3 separate regions of the Mus musculus genome follow, and all the other regions are linked to region 1. The links are chromatin contacts, called in public targeted proximity ligation maps. All regions are on one chromosome and are shown on one strand. The core of a region is the stretch at or near the end of the contact, and the rest is flanking DNA. Distances in the headings are between cores, read along the strand shown. Region 1 overlaps Lpxn (leupaxin). Region 2 has its middle 31 kb from the start of Fam111a. Region 3 holds the start of Fam111a (family with sequence similarity 111, member A).

Region 1 (5,081 bases), core at 1,534-4,033:
TTGTTCATTATCCAGGCCATGCAGGTGCTCTCTAATTTCCCCCTTGGCTAAGAGTCACACTAGAGTGAAACCACCCTCCTCTCTCTGTGGTACTTTTAATTGTCAATGTCTCTCATTCATTCTTTTGAGGTAATTAGACCCAGAGAGAGCCTTAGGGACAGTAATGCTGAAACTTTCCCAATTTATTGGGTTACTAAGTGTGGCAACAGTATAGCAAGTTTGGTGGGTTGCTTTGATTCTCCTCCTGAGACTTATCCAAGTTGAAATGGAGGCTCTTACTCCCCTACTGTCTCACTCTGGAGACCAACTGCCCTGAAGATTTCTAAATGGAGGTCATACCTAGGTTAGGTGCATCGTCTTGCAGCTTTCTTAAGAAATACCAATTTATATCACTTGGGGGCATGTTAAAAATGCAAAATCTTCAGTACTATCACAGAAACACTGAATAAAAAAAACTAGGCACGGGTTGGGGGGAGCGGGGAGGATCTAGCAATCTGCATTTTAATAAGTTTTTAGGTGAGTGAAGCATGCTGAAAGTTAAAAAAAAGAAAGCTGTGCTATACAAAAGCAAGGAAGATGACTTCCTTTTTCCTAAGTAGTGAGTGGTTTGACATTCAGTTTCCCTTAAACAAACTCTAAATATCTTTTCAATGAGTCAGAAAAGAAAGAGAGATAAAAGTAAATTGCTCTTTCTGAGTCTGCAGGGTTCAGAGGAATAACACAGGACAGGTATGAAATGAGTTGTTTGGAGTCCTAGGTCCATAGGTCTTGCAATTTTTGCAACTCACCCATTTCTGAAAAGAAAGCTTAATTGAGTGAAGCGAGCTGCATTCAGCAGTGACAAGAACTAAGAGCAAAACCAGCAGCTATGTGATTTAGATCATACCCCTAACATGCTATTAAAGTTTTCTGATCTGGCTATTATGATCACAGGACATTTCTAGAATGTTTAGTGAGTAGGCAGCTTAAGCAATTCTCTAAACACACCTTGTTGCATTCCACTAGGCTGTCGAGGCATAGAGTGTGTTCTCATGTTACACAGTTTTGGTTAGGATATCCACACTTAGTTGACCTTCAGTTCCCACAGAGAGACCACATTTAGGATGCATTTAAGTCAGGGTGTGTGAATTTTATCTCCTCCATTGACTAGTTGGTTAAGAATAACTTATCAAAGATAATTACTCTTTAGTATTATTTTATTATAAATATGGGGAGAGGTAATGGTATCTAGTTGAGTTAGGGAAAGCAGACTATAATGACTTAAGATAAACACTTAAGTATTATAAAGATAATGAAGACAGACGAATTGACAAAAAAGGTCAGGGTCAATGCCTCTGAGAAGATGACCATTTGAGTTGAGTCACAGTTGTATCAATGTCAGGAACAGTACTTCTGGCCAAGGGAACACTTTGTATCATGGAATTAAGGAGAAATAGCCCTGATACTGAGACTGCAACCCAGAATCAATGCTGAAAAGACACCTGACTTATTTCCGTTTTGAACATGGGCACACTGAAGTTGTGAGAGGTTATAACAGTGACCTTATATTTGCTTCTAATGTAGCTTTAAAGAACTCAGACTACAGCTTTGATTTTATCTTTTCAGGCTTTCATGAGAAGGACAAGAAGCCATACTGCCGAAAGGATTTCTTAGCCATGTTCTCACCCAAATGTGGTGGCTGCAACCGCCCAGTGCTGGAAAACTACCTTTCAGCCATGAACACTGTCTGGCACCCAGAGTGCTTTGTGTGTGGGGTTTGTATGCTCAATTACCTTCAGTTTTAGGGAAAATTGAAGAGTTTTGTTTCCTAAGAGGATTAGTTTCTACTTAGTGAGATGGTTTCTAGTCTAAGGAGAGGAATCTGTGTTTCCTTGGTAGTAATTTTTTCTAAAGAAAAAGTAGCACACAGAACCAATTGTGGGCCTTTGCAGGTCTCTTTGAAAAAATGGGTAATCTAGCCTTTGTTTGTCAAGGACCTGAGCAAAATCATACAACTGGCAGGAATTTTGAAGACAAACATTTTATTTGGTGGCATTATCACTTGACATGCATTTCCTTCGTCTGTGTTCACTCCACCCGCAGGACTGCTTCAGTAGTTTTTCTTCTGGCTCCTTCTTTGAACTGGATGGCCGTCCTTTCTGTGAACTCCATTACCATCACCGCCGAGGGACCCTCTGCCATGACTGTGGGCAGCCCATCACTGGCCGTTGCATCAGTGCCATGGGACATAAATTTCATCCTGAGCACTTCGTGTGTGCTTTCTGCCTGACACAGCTGCCGAAAGGCATCTTCAAGGAGCAGAACAACAAGACCTACTGTGAAAAATGCTTCACTAAGCTCTTTTCACAGTAGTTCTCCTTTGACTCACATCTGCTTCATGTTGCCTATAAAACTGAGGCCAAGATAGGAAAGAGCATAGATTCTGTCCCCAGCCTTCTGTTCAGTGGGCTAATGGAGTACAAACGGGCCTTTGTAGATGTTACTAGGCATATACCTTCATTTTGAAGATGCTTCTCATTACTTTTTAATTATATATTTAGATTTAGATCATGCTATCAAGAGCCTCTGAAGGTATATTTCTTATGTGCACAGTTCTTTCCACTGCTGGTTTTCTCTTTCTCACCTTTGACCTCTGCTGATGCTCCATTCAAATCTTCAGATGTGGGCCACAGGGTTTTACTCTCTCTTTGCTGTCAGGGGTCACGCAATAGTCTTAAACCCTTAGTGTCTCTGCATTTTGCTTTTTAAGCGGAAGTGTATTTTTACTGACACATGTGATGAATAAAGCAGCTTGTGGTTTTGGTGACTCACTGTCATGTTCATGTGGTAGATAAATGTTCTGCTCCCACGTTAGAGAAGATCAGCCACTACTTGCAGCTGCAGTGTAATCTGTCTCTTCTTTCCTTGCATATAGCAGATACTGCCCTCCCCCAATCAGCAGACACTAACAGACAAGACCCATTGCTTATAACTCTTCCTGTTAGTCTGAGTCTTTAGCCATTTTATTTTTCAGAGGTAAATCTTTGGATCATTAGAAGCTAGCAAGGCTTTTAGAATTTGTTTTCATCATTTTCTTTATGGAAAAAGGTCTGGCTGTACATTAAATACCTTACAAATGCATTTTAAAAGTAAAGAATGAAGGATGTGTCTCCTTCAAACTCAAAACTGCCTCATGGAGAGAAATGACCAAAATCTGTGCACAGCTTCTTTGAGGAAAGATGTTAGAAAAGATGAAGTGATGGTCATTTAGTTTGGACAGGGAAGCCAAGTCACAAACACTTGTTCTTTCAAAATACATTAATTTATAGAAAACTTTACACGTTACTGAAGACTTTGACTGTCTTATATCCTATTGGTTTGTTTATGAAGTAGGCTGTACATAGAGCATAAGTAAGGCACTCATTGGGCAGGCATGGACATACTTTATTTTCTTTCTACAATCTTAAAAATAATCACATGTTTATTTTTATATAGCAAAAAAGAGACTTTTACAATCCTAGATTCCGAGTTTAAAGGCAAAAACCCCTTCACTGGAAGGTGATCCTTTAAAATAGGACTGATGCATTATTTTTAGATTGGCATGAAAATAGTACTTCTTAGAGAATTAGAATGGATGAAGTGATTCTTGGAAAAGAATTCTTTGATAGGATGAACAAAAGTGGAGTTTTGAGAGTTAAAAAGAAGTAGCGACCGTTAACGCTAAGAAATAGGGACATCCCTGGGAGGCCACAGAGATATGGAGCCATCTGTCTGTCTGTCTTGGTTGGCTGGCGAGCATAGCACAAAAAGCATATGCACTTTCAGCTTCTCTGTGCCCTCTTCACTCTGTCTTTACTGAGGACATCACTGCGGGCTTCACAGCCACTTTGGCAGGTTGACAAAGTAAACTTAAGGTTTTAGTGCAAAAGATGGAATGTTCAGGTACTGAATTTTTTTGTTTTGCTTTGGTTTGAAGAATTGACTGTTTTGACATTCTTTTACAATCTAAACACTTAAAAATAGTGAGAGAAATGCCAGGGCTTACAAGCATTCAATTTAGAATGAAAACATTTTCCTCTTGTCGTTATGTTTGCTCCAGAAGAGATGATGCCTTGAGACCCAGTCTTTTAACAGGAAAACCACCCTTAAGTACATATTCTTAAGAACCCCCATCCATACCACAAGCACATTACTTACACTGATCACCTACCTCCTTTTCTTGGTTCTAAGTAACTCCTGGGTATTTGAAAAACACAAAACCCTCCTCTTAGGCATGACTTTTCCATCCACGGCAGACATCACAGACACAGATCTCCGCTGGTGAGGGAGGGTTCCAGCCTGGTCTCCTATTCTGTGAAATAAATATTGAGCTCTCCAGGGTGATGCTTTGACAAACACATTTGCTTTTCCATGCAAGTTTGGTCATGTGCTCCTTTCATGTGGTGTGATGGCTACCACACATGTGTTCCTTTGTTTATGAACTCTAAGGAAAGGAAAAGTGCTTTTTATTTTCTAGATTTTATAAACAAAACTCCAGTGGGTCCTCATGACTAGACCAGCATAGGCCACATTCCTATTAATGAATGTGAATGTGTCTATATTGCTGGGGGACTGGATTGTGCAGTTTGGCATAAGACATACTGGAGTAATTCTCAGAATAGAGGCCAGATGGATGAAAAGTCCTAAAACCACAAGGACTCTGTGAGGGTAATGAGGATTGTTAGGAAACTTTGCTACCTAAGGTCACAATCTGCTTTTCCTCGTAGCTCCTCTAAGGTCCTTGAAAAATGAAGAACTCCCTTTTCAAGTAGGCCTCCCACTTCTCTGACCTTGTCTGTGAAGCCTGACCCCCCAGTCTTCTACCTAAGAAAGGTCATGTGGTCCTTAGCAATCATACAAGTTCAACTTTGTCTTTCCCAATAAGAATCCACCCAGTAAGACCCTAGTATTCCTGGTATATAAATGAGGCATTCACCCAAGAAAAAGCAAGAAACTAATCTTTCAACAAACCCCAAAGAAGATAGACAAGCAAATGTAATTCCACCTTTAACAACAAAAATAACAGAAAGCAACTACTTCTGGTACTTAATATCTCTTAGCAT
Region 2 (5,081 bases), core at 663-3,162, 290 kb before region 1:
CAAACAATATGCAGGCAATGGCTTCAGGCAATGACTGCCTGTGACAGATTGATTAGGGAATATTACTGTTATTGATACTGTTATCAATACTAAGACTTAACTAGGGACACTCTTAGAACAGTGGAAGTTCTGGGGAAATGAAAATTGGAAAGCACATGAGGAACTGGACTGTGTCATAGTATTTCTGAGGCCACGGATTTATTTCTCAATCTGTTAGTGAACTTGGGGGTTACACTTAGGAAAATGAACTGAGCAGAGGAGACAGGGCAAGACAAGGCAGAGGTTCCATCATCTTATATTCTTGCTGAGGTTATTTTAGGTTTAACTCCAATTTGATCTCCTTGAAAGAATCCTATAGAAAATTCTTGCTGAGCAAGATAGCAGGCTGTGATTTTTGCCTTTAAAATCCCCTTAGTCTAAATGCTCAGGGATGTTATACTTGGGCCCCCGACTACTCTCAGCCAGTTGGAATAAAGACTTTCAATTGGCTATAGACAGTGTCTGAGTGGCCATCTCTGTTGGACTCCCTCTCCCACAGACAACAACATGAATTTTCCAGTTCCTTTGCAAGTGTTTTAGCAAGAGTTAAGAGGTTAAGAATCTACTCTGTATCCATTTCCCCACCTCCTAGCTTTTCCCCTATCCAGACAGAATCATGTTATAGCAAAATATTCAATGCTTGCAGCTATCCTAAGCCAATCCAGGAGGAGCTAGGATTCCACTGACCTTAATACAGGAGTTGCTGCCTCTTCTTCAGTGAAGTCACAAAGTAATGGAGCCTGTGGAGGGTTCCCTGACCAGTCTCCTGGCCCCACTTTTCACCACCGCAGCCAATTACCCTTTAATTTCTCATTTCCCTTTTCTCTTTCTTTCCTGTCTTCCTTACCCCTCTTCATTTACATCCTCTGCCCTACCCCCCTTAGTTCTTTTTTACGCCCTCTTACACCCCCACCCCCATTTCTTGACCAATCTTAAAGATGCTGAAAGCTTACTAGCTTGACTGATTTCTCTCTCTGTTTCGATTTCCTCAGCCAGAGTTTTAAGAAACAAGATAAGAGGAAACTGAGAAAGCTGATAACATTTGAAATGTAAATAAAGAAAATATCTAATAAAAAAAAAGAGAAGAAACAAGATAAACAGATAACAGACACCTTGTCCTAACCCACCACATTGCTGCCTCCAGGACACAGTGGGACAAGAAGCAGCCACTGAAAACAAACTTATGCTTTCCTGGTCCTCCAAATGAATGGCACTTCTGTCCTTTCCAGCCCAGGGGTTCTAGTGCTGCCAAGCCCTTGTCCACCCTGGAAAGTACCTGTGTAGTCTCTGCACTTACATACCTGCTGCACATATTGCTCTCAGCCAGCAAACCCAGCCCCTGACTCAGGTCAGCTCTTCTATGAGGAGTAATCAATTAAGCATCTCTCAGAGACATAGTCTGGTCAATGAGAACGCACTCAAGGAAGGTCTGAGTAGGTAAGGGAGCAAGGCAAAGGAGAAGAGAGGGTGGGTGAAAGGAAGCTACACCCTTAGAAAATTAATCTCTGGCCAACTGGTTTGTTTTATGCCATTCCCACCTTAAGTTTCTTTTTCTCCATTTTATTTCTGACTTTTAAGAAGGAGGGAGCACTAGCTCTCAAACTGAGTTTCATTACTCTTCCAAACCTTCCCTCTTCCTTCCCAGTCGTCCTTACCCCTCTTCATTTACATCCTCCTCTGCCCCACCCCCTTACTTCTAGTTTACTCCCTCCTAGCCTCCCTCCCCAACCATTTCCTGACCAATCTTAAAGATGCTTAAAGCTTCCTAGCTTCACTGATTTCTCTCTCTGTTTCAATTTCTCTGCTCACCCTCCCAACACCTTTCAGCATTTACATTTGCCCCATTCTCTGCTTCTTTGACAGTTGAAGAGGGGGGATGGGCTGTTTCCTGGGTGGCTAACAAGGGGCAGATCTTATCTGTCACACATAAAAGCACTTCAAAATGTAATCATATAATAAAACAGTCTTCTGTAGCAGGTGTACCCTTTTAATCCCAGCTCTCAGGAGACAGAGCCGGGTGGTTTTCTGTGAGTTCAAGAACAGTCAGGTCTATATAGCAAGCTCTAGGTCTGCTAGGGCTATACAATAGAGAGACCCAGTTTAAAAACCCCAAAACCAAACCAAAAGAAATAAAAATCCTTAAAAAGTAAATTTGCCCATTTTATTCAGCTTTTGACAAGCACAATTAAAGAAAACAGAAACTATTACAACCTCTTTTGATCCCCTCCAGGGCAGAGAACACCTGCAGAGAAGACCTTAGAGCCCTGTACTGGTTCTAGCTGGTTGCTAACCCAAATGGGGGCTCCCAGAAATCTGGTGTTAAATAAAGTTCAGTTTATTGCCCTTGGGGTAGTTAAAACAATCACTTCATGAAATCTTAGGAGAGATTCTTAGGAGAGAGTGAGGGAGAAAGATCAAGCTGAGCTGAGCAAGACTCTGACGTGCTGACTTCTGGTTTGCTGCGGGAGATTGGTTAGCATTTAGTAGCAGAGTCAAGATTTGTGGATTACAGGAAATTTAAGATTTTGAAACAAAGGGTGAGGTAATCTTGTTTTGCACAGTGTTCTTTATGTTTTCTATTGAAGGTTGGTTGGATTTTTGAGGAACCTACTGGAAAATCAAGAGGTTTTTCACCTTTCTAGTCCATGGTAGAACATTCCTACGATAACACATTTGTGTTGATGGAAACAGTTGGTGAATAGTCGTACGGATGAAGTAGCCACCTATGTGAGTGGAGCTGCTTCCTACGCACATGCCTGAGAAAGAAATCCGAATACAGCACTTACTCTGTGACACTCAACAAAACGCTGTGGGGCTGGAAAAATAGCCTACCAGATGCAGAGGTTTATTCCCCAGCACCTACATAGTGGCTCACAAGTGTCTGTGACTTCAGTTCCAGGAGATCCAATGTCCTCTTCTGACCCCTCCAGGCACTGAATACACACAGTACACAAGCATAAATCCAGGCAAACACTCACACATACAAAATTTTAAAATAAAGTAAAATCTCAATTATGATGGAAAAATCTCAGGAGGCATTTTCATGACGTGGCCAAGATGGTTTCACAGAAATTGCTTTCAAAAAATTAGCATGGGTCTCCTTCAAGCACTGCTGAAGAAATGATTACTGCAGTTCACTTTGGCTGCAGACAGAGCTGTACTTCCCACTTAAAGCATTATAGCACATGGGTGCACAGGTTTGTCTCAACTGATCTCTGAAAAAGTAAAACGTAAAAACAAAATTCTAGGCCTTTAGGCCCAGGCTTGTGAATGTGACCTTTGTGACTCAATGCTCCAAGGTATGCTAATCATAAAACAGATAGCGACATTCCTCCACCCACCCGCTTTCTGGGTTCAAAGAGTGTTCATTCAAAGAATGTGCTATTGTTAGGGCCTCTTAGAAACTGTCTTGAGAGATAACCTGAACACTTGTGACACTTGTGACTTTGTACTTCCTTGTGACTCTTAACTGGTATCTTTGGTATTTTCCAACAATGCCCTCCCCAATTCCTTGAGTTGTGGTTTATTCCTTTAAATACCCCCTTACCCAGCTACTCGGGGCGCCACGGTCCTCTACCCTGCGTGGTGTATGACCGTGGGCCCTAGAGCACTCTTGAATAAAAATCCTCTTGCAGTTTGCAGCAAGATCGTTTCTTGTGGGTGATTTTGGGGTGTCGCCTCTCCTGAGTCAGAACGTGGGGGAGTCCTCACATTGTGGGTCTTTCATTTGGTGCATTGGCCAGGAAACGGGACCACCCTTCACACCCGAGAACCGACTTGGAGGTATGGGGATCCCCTCTTGTGTACGTGCCGGCCGGTGTCTCTGTTTTGAGTGTCTGTTTTCTGAAACAAACATTGGAACATGTGCTTGTTGTGTTGGGTTGTTTGTGTTTTGTCCTATGTTTCTGAAGCACGGCGAAGTCTGAGTTTGGATCCGTCTGAGTTTATTGAATTTGTGTCTTGGTTTCAGGGTTACGAGATCGTGGGTTCGAGTCCCACCTCCTGTCTTGGTTTTACATCTGGCAGAGTGAGGAAGGAGTGTGCTTCTCTGGTTTTGGTCATCTAGGTAGAAGTGGATGACGTTGTTGGTAGACGATGGGGTGATGGGGTTTTCTGAAATGCACGCAGTCTGTATTTGCAGCTATCCTTTTGGGCCATAAGGACCGAAGGACTGTGGTCGGCAGACGTGCTAGGAAGACCACAAGCTGCCACCCTGGGGGACGCCCTGGGAAGTAAGGAGAGCCAGGGATGCCTGACCGTCTCCGGAGATCGGTCAGAGGGACCGAGTTCTGTTGAAGCGGAAGCTTCCCCCTCCAACATCATCTAATTCTTTTGCCTGCTTGTGGAAGACAAGAAAGGGTCGAGTGTGTCTAGATCTGTTGGTTTCTGTTTTGTGTGTTTTTGTGTATGTGTTTAGAGCTATGTGAAAATCTAGAGAAGCAAAGGTAATTCTCATAGGTGCTTTATACCCTGACTAGAGATAGTTTACACCTGAGATGTGAGAGAATGGGTTTTGAGAAAAGCAGTACTCTCCGACTATCTGGGGATAATTTGGTAAAAAAATAAAATAAAATAAACAGTATCAATTGGTCTTTGGAGCCCTGCACCTGTAGTTAGGAATCTAGTGTGGCTGGAGAAGCCCTGCTAGGAGCTGATTATAAATGCTGCTCTTATAGGGACCAGCAGCTTCTCAAGTTCTATGGTAAGGGAACAGATGGCTGTTTTTCCTACAAAAATCTCTGTGCTTGTGATTATTGGATTCATCAGGTGACAAGGTGCTCCTCTCTTGAAATTACAGCTAGAAAAATTAAGAATTTTGTTTGGTTTAAATGAGCAAATGTATACGGCCATTTCATTTTTGTTTCTAAATAGTTTCAAAAGTAAAATATGTTTTATATGTCTTGGTTATAGATTAGTGGCTCATAAGTTATTGGTTATGATTAAAAATTTGTAACATTGGTAACAAAAAGTTGACTTAAAACTGGTAACTCTGAGTTAGAGTAATTTAGAACTACAACATGCAGCATGAGACAACCCATGGG
Region 3 (5,081 bases), core at 782-3,281, 260 kb before region 1:
ATGGACGTGAAAACAAGATCCATCATTCTGCTGCATATAATAAGTAAATATACTCTGACATCAAAGACAGACATTACTTCATAGTAAAGGGCTAGAAAAAGATTTTCCAAGCAAATGGACCCAAGAAGCAATCTGGTATAGGCAGTCTAATTGCTATTGAAATAAGGAAGGTGGGTGTGTTTAAAACGTAAACAGTCTTCAGATGGCTCCCATTTGACTCTCTGTATGAGTTACATAATATCATGAAGAAACTATCCAGGAGTGAATATTGTACAAATTCCCTTCTTAGCAGACAATGTTTTTAAAATCATCTCACTTCTTCTGAACATAAAATATACCCTAGAAAGAACCACGCCACAGCTGTGCTAGCACATGCATGTGAAAATCATCTGGTAGGCCACAGGAAGTCTTGAGTTTTGTCACAAATGTGTAAAATCTAGTCTAGAGGGAGACTGTGGGACTGAGTAATGATGTAAACTGACTTACATTGTTAAAAACCATTCTAGAATCTATGTGAACTACAAACTCTGGGGTGTGGTAGATGTGGAAAAGAGCATATAGCTAGATATATGTTTTAGGTTTTCAGAGATGTTTGGGTTCTCCAAGGTGGTAGCAATAGTTGTAATCTGCTCAGTCTCTGTGAGCTGCTATGGAAACAGGTTAGTTGATTCTGTGGGTTTTCTTGTGGTATGCTTGACCCCTCTGACTCCTACCATCTTCCTCCCTTTCTTCTGCAGGATTGCCCAAGCTCTTCCTAATGTTTGGCTGTGGGTTTCTGCATCTGTGTTTCCATTCATTGCTGGGTAAAGCCTTTCTGCTAATGATTATGTTAGGCGTCTGTCTGCAAGTATGAATGAATATCTTTAGTAGTGTCAGGGGTTGGCTTCCTCACATGATATGGGTCTCAAGATGGACCAGTCATCCCTGGCCACCTCCACAATTTCTGCACCACTTTTCCCCAGACTATCTTGTAGGCAGGACAATTTGTAGGTAGAATGCTTTGTGGCTGGGTTAGTGTCCCAAACTGTTCATTGGAAATCTTGTCCAGTTATAGAAGATTACTGGTTCAGGCTCTGTATCCCCCATTGCTGGGGTCACCCTTATAGATTCCTGGGACTTTCCACTGCCCTAGTTCTTTAGCCATGCCCTAAGCATCCTCCTTCTTGCCCCATAACAGTTGTGTCTCCCAGTAATCTCTTCCCACTCCCTGCCTGGCTCCCTCCCTCCTCTTCCTCCTTTTTAATCACAGCTCATATTTCTGGAGTGGACACTCTCTTTATGAGTAGAAAATATTTACTCCCAATGATGCACATCTGGAAAAAAATCAATTTATTAGGTCATCGAGATGACTCAGCATCTGCTGCCAAGTCTGACTGAGTTTGATCCACTAGACTCACATGGTAGGAAAGAGCCTGAATTCCTGAAAGTTGTGACATGTGGCATACACACACATACACATATTACACACAAATAATAAATTTAATACATTTTTGAAAAATGAGTCTTTGACAAGGATTTGCAGCTTCTTTCTGATTTGTTCAAGTACTGAAGCTGGTCTGCTGTGGGGATGTTACCCCCTAGAAAGGCCCTGAGTCCTCCAGCCTTCCTCCTCCTAGCTCATTCTCTTCCTGCCTGCAGCCAGAAAGCATGTCACTAACCTGCTGCCCTGGTCTCTCTTGCTATTTGGAAGAAAATCCCTGGACCTGCCTGAAACCAGGAGGGAACCCAGATCTAGTCCTGGCTCCTCAGCTTCCCACTGAGTCCAGTTAGCATACCTCATTTGACTAGGCTCTAAAAGGAGATCCCTGGAGAGTAGAGGACCACACCCACTCGATTGGCGGGCTTCCTTGACTAGGCGGCCCTTAGAGACCAGGGCGGATGCACACTGCGCTTGCTCTGGTCCAGTCCCGCGCTCTGAATGCAGCCAATGGACTGAAGCACAGCTGGTTGCTGTTCAGAGAAAGGACCAATCCGCAGTCTCTCCACCCTCTGAACAAAGACGTCAAATGACAGTCTGGTTCTGTTTTTTCTAAAAGACCCGGGATTCCAGCGGCTGGAGCGAAGCTGCCATAGAGTGGAAAGATCCAGTAAGTAAAAAGCCACTTTAAGATTAATTTCTTCATGTCAGAATGTGGTGTGCAGCAAATATTCACCAATATATTTAGCAAGTCTATTTCATCTTGGAATAAAAATACACAAGTGACAAATACTGATTTCTTTCTCAGGCTTGCCTAGCAGGTGGAGTGGAAGCTATCCATATTCGAATAGGTGGTTACTACATTAACCTGATTTGTCTGCTGTTTCCATCAACATAACCCAGTATGTTCTGCTGAGGACTAGAAAATACCAGTCATCTTTAGTGTTCTTTAAGGGCACTGTGACGGTTTCCTCCCAAAAGCAGACTTAATGCTAGATGTTGGGTTCAAGTGTAGCTGGTCCTAGCTGTGAGCCAGGGAAGGTGGCAGGTCCATAAACAAACTGTGCTACTCTGAAATGAAGAGTGGGTGAAATCTCAGGCACACTGGTGGCATGGGGGAACTTCTAGCGCTGGAAAGCCCTTGGGACAGAGGCAGAAGGGCTAACCCATCTGAAGGACCCAGGGAGCCCAGGGTTGTTTTCAGCATTCTAGCCTCAGCGTGCTGGTATTGATGATGTGGTAGTGTAGGAAGAGGCAGGCTTAGATCAGCTCTGGTCTTTGCCTCTGGAAAGCCTTTCTGAGAGAAAAGTAAGTAGGCAAGAATGTGCACATGGCTAGCCAGAAAATAAGCGCCTTTAAGAGAGGGGGAAGTGAAGGTGGGGGAGGGAGACAAGGGGCTGGAGAGGAAGTTATTAGGCAATAGGGAGGGACGGATGTGGCTCAGAAGCCAGAAAGAGGCTTAAAGGGGCTTGGTGGGGCAGGGCGTTATTCAGAAATAGGGAGAGTGAGAAAGGCCAGGGGAAAGAAAAAGGGGGCAAGAGAAAGGGGAAGAAGATGGAGAAAGCAATTCCAGGAAACTGTTAGGGAGACCGAGGATGGGACTTGGTACAGGCCATATTGGTTTATTGCTCTACTAAAGAAAGATAGTACATGTAAGTACTTTGTCTTCTCAAATTATAATGTGGTATACTCGGAGGAATTTGTATTCACATCATTCTAACTGAAAAAGCAAGGAGGAGTGGAGGCAGGAGGGGATCATATGCCGGGCATGGTGGCGCACACCTTTCATCCCAGCACTGGGGAGGCAGAGGCAGGCAGATTTTTGAGTTTGAGGCCAGCCTGGTCTACAAAGTGAGTTTCAGGATCCCCAGAGCTATACAGAGAAACCCTGTCTCGAAAAACAAACAAACAAACAAACAAACAAACAAACAAACGAAGGAGGGGATCATACAATGAACTTCCAAATACCTATCATATAGCAAATAATTCTGTATTAGAGGATATTTCCACCATTTTTTTTTGAGACAAAGTCTCATTTAACTCAGGCTGGCTGTGGACATTTTAACCTGATCCTCCTCCACATTCTAATAAAATATGACCCAGCATGAATACCGAAAATCGTTTGTGTGGGGGTAGATATGGAATGATTCAGAATTGTTTAAGCATGTGCCTGTGAACTGCCAAATTCATATTTCTTTCTGTTAGCTTTTATATTTTACAATATGAACCATCAACAGACAGGGAACCTCACATTGTTTTTCTGGTTGAACAGAAATTTCTGCCCACCAAGATCAGCTAGTCCAGACCAGTTCCTCAAGTACTCATGCACTATCATTTTCTTAAGTCCAAGGCGTGTCCCTGTGGGTAAATATTGGCCTCAATCCCAGCACTAGCAGGAATATTCTCTGAGTAATCGTTCACAGATGGCCGTTCAATTTTCACAGCAGATGAGGATGACTCTGCCCCTCCTTTTAGGGTGAGGAAGAGGCAGAAAGTAGCCAGTAGCCGGGCGGTGGTGGCCCAAGCCTTTAAAATCCCAGCACTCGGGAGGCAGAGGCAGGCAGATTTCTGAGTTCGAGGCCAGCCTGGTCTACAAAGTGAGTTCCAGGACAGCCAGGGCTATACAGAGAAACCCTGTCTCAAAAACCAAAAACCAAAAAAAAAAAAAAAAAAAAAAGAAAGAAAAAGAAAGGAAGGAGCCAGCCAGTAAGCCCAGGTCCCTGCAGCTCCAACATGGCTGCCTAAGCTAAGCCCGTACTCTTGGCATTCACCCTGCTGTGCAAATTCTCATAGGATGTCCCTGCCATATTTTTAGTTGCTTCTGCTTTTCACAAACACAGAACTAGTTCAGGGGGGCTAGTAGACATCCTTCCTAGCTCCTTAGCAGCAGTTACTGGTAGAAATCTAGGACTCAGGTGCTACAATGGAGGGGTTAAGATCATGGACACAGGCTTTACATGGCTCCCACCGGGTATGTGCTTCAATTACACATAGAGAAAAGAAGCAAGCCGTGGGTGGCTGTCCGCAGACAACCTTTCTGTTTTCGTCTGATCACTTTCTACATGGATGGAAACACGACTAAAATGCATAATTAAGTTGGGTGTGCTGTGCTCACTTTCGTCCCAACTCTGAGGAGGGTGAGACAGGAGGGTGGCCAGTTTGAGGTCATCTTGGCCTACAAAACAAGACATGTTTTAAAGGAAAAAAAAAAAATAAAGGTGATGTCTGTATCTTAGTTGCATTTTGATGTGAATAAATTGGCACTGCAATTGTACAAAAAGACAATCCTAACTTGTTGAGTGTGACTTTCATCTACTAGTTAAAAACACACTACAGGGTTTCATATGTGGCCCAGCTGTTAGAGCGATCACCTTTTATTCACAAAGCCCTGGATTTGAATCTCTGTACCGCTTATGGCAGATGTGATAGTACATATCTATAATCCAGACTGTTGAAAAGTGGAGGCAGGAGGATCAGGAGTTCAAAAGTCCATAGCCAGCCTGAGTTATATGAGACATTGTCTCAGAAAAAACAAGAACATATATTTTCGCTCGCGCGCGCGTGCGCACATGTGTGTGTGTGTGTGTGTGTGTGTGTGTGTGTGTGTGTATGAGAAAAAACTTACAAAGAAAAATTATTTGGTATATGATAGGTATTTGGAATT

What was found.
Region 2: a contact with region 1 is called in a targeted proximity ligation map of memory CD8 T cells, with 89 read pairs. A contact is called at or near these places in 2 of 39 promoter capture datasets (liver and pre-B cells), 1 of 484 Hi-C or Micro-C datasets (the HL-1 cell line), 2 of 130 datasets of targeted methods (effector CD8 T cells and memory CD8 T cells) and 4 of 9 other capture datasets (adipose tissue, embryonic stem cells, liver and 1 more).
Region 3: a targeted proximity ligation map of memory CD8 T cells shows a contact between it and region 1, with 162 read pairs. A contact is called at or near these places in 1 of 39 promoter capture datasets (embryonic stem cells), 3 of 484 Hi-C or Micro-C datasets (CD8 T cells, bone marrow-derived dendritic cells and regulatory T cells), 9 of 130 datasets of targeted methods (the 230-238 cell line, CD8 T cells, the NIH/3T3 cell line and 6 more) and 2 of 9 other capture datasets (adipose tissue and pancreatic islet).

What each region holds. Positions count from the first base shown.
Region 1 is chr19:12,831,003-12,836,083 of GRCm38.p6, forward strand. It overlaps Lpxn (leupaxin), which reads left to right. Exons shown (of 9, transcript NM_134152.4): 8 at 1,606-1,754; 9 at 2,083-2,811. The coding sequence ends at 2,352. Among named protein-coding and RNA genes, the nearest start is that of Olfr1444, 28 kb to the right of the region's middle.
Region 2 is chr19:12,539,984-12,545,064 of GRCm38.p6, forward strand. No RefSeq gene overlaps it. Among named protein-coding and RNA genes, the nearest start is that of Fam111a, 31 kb to the right of the region's middle.
Region 3 is chr19:12,571,494-12,576,574 of GRCm38.p6, forward strand. It overlaps Fam111a (family with sequence similarity 111, member A), which reads left to right and starts at 2,032. Exons shown (of 4, transcript NM_026640.2): 1 at 2,032-2,087.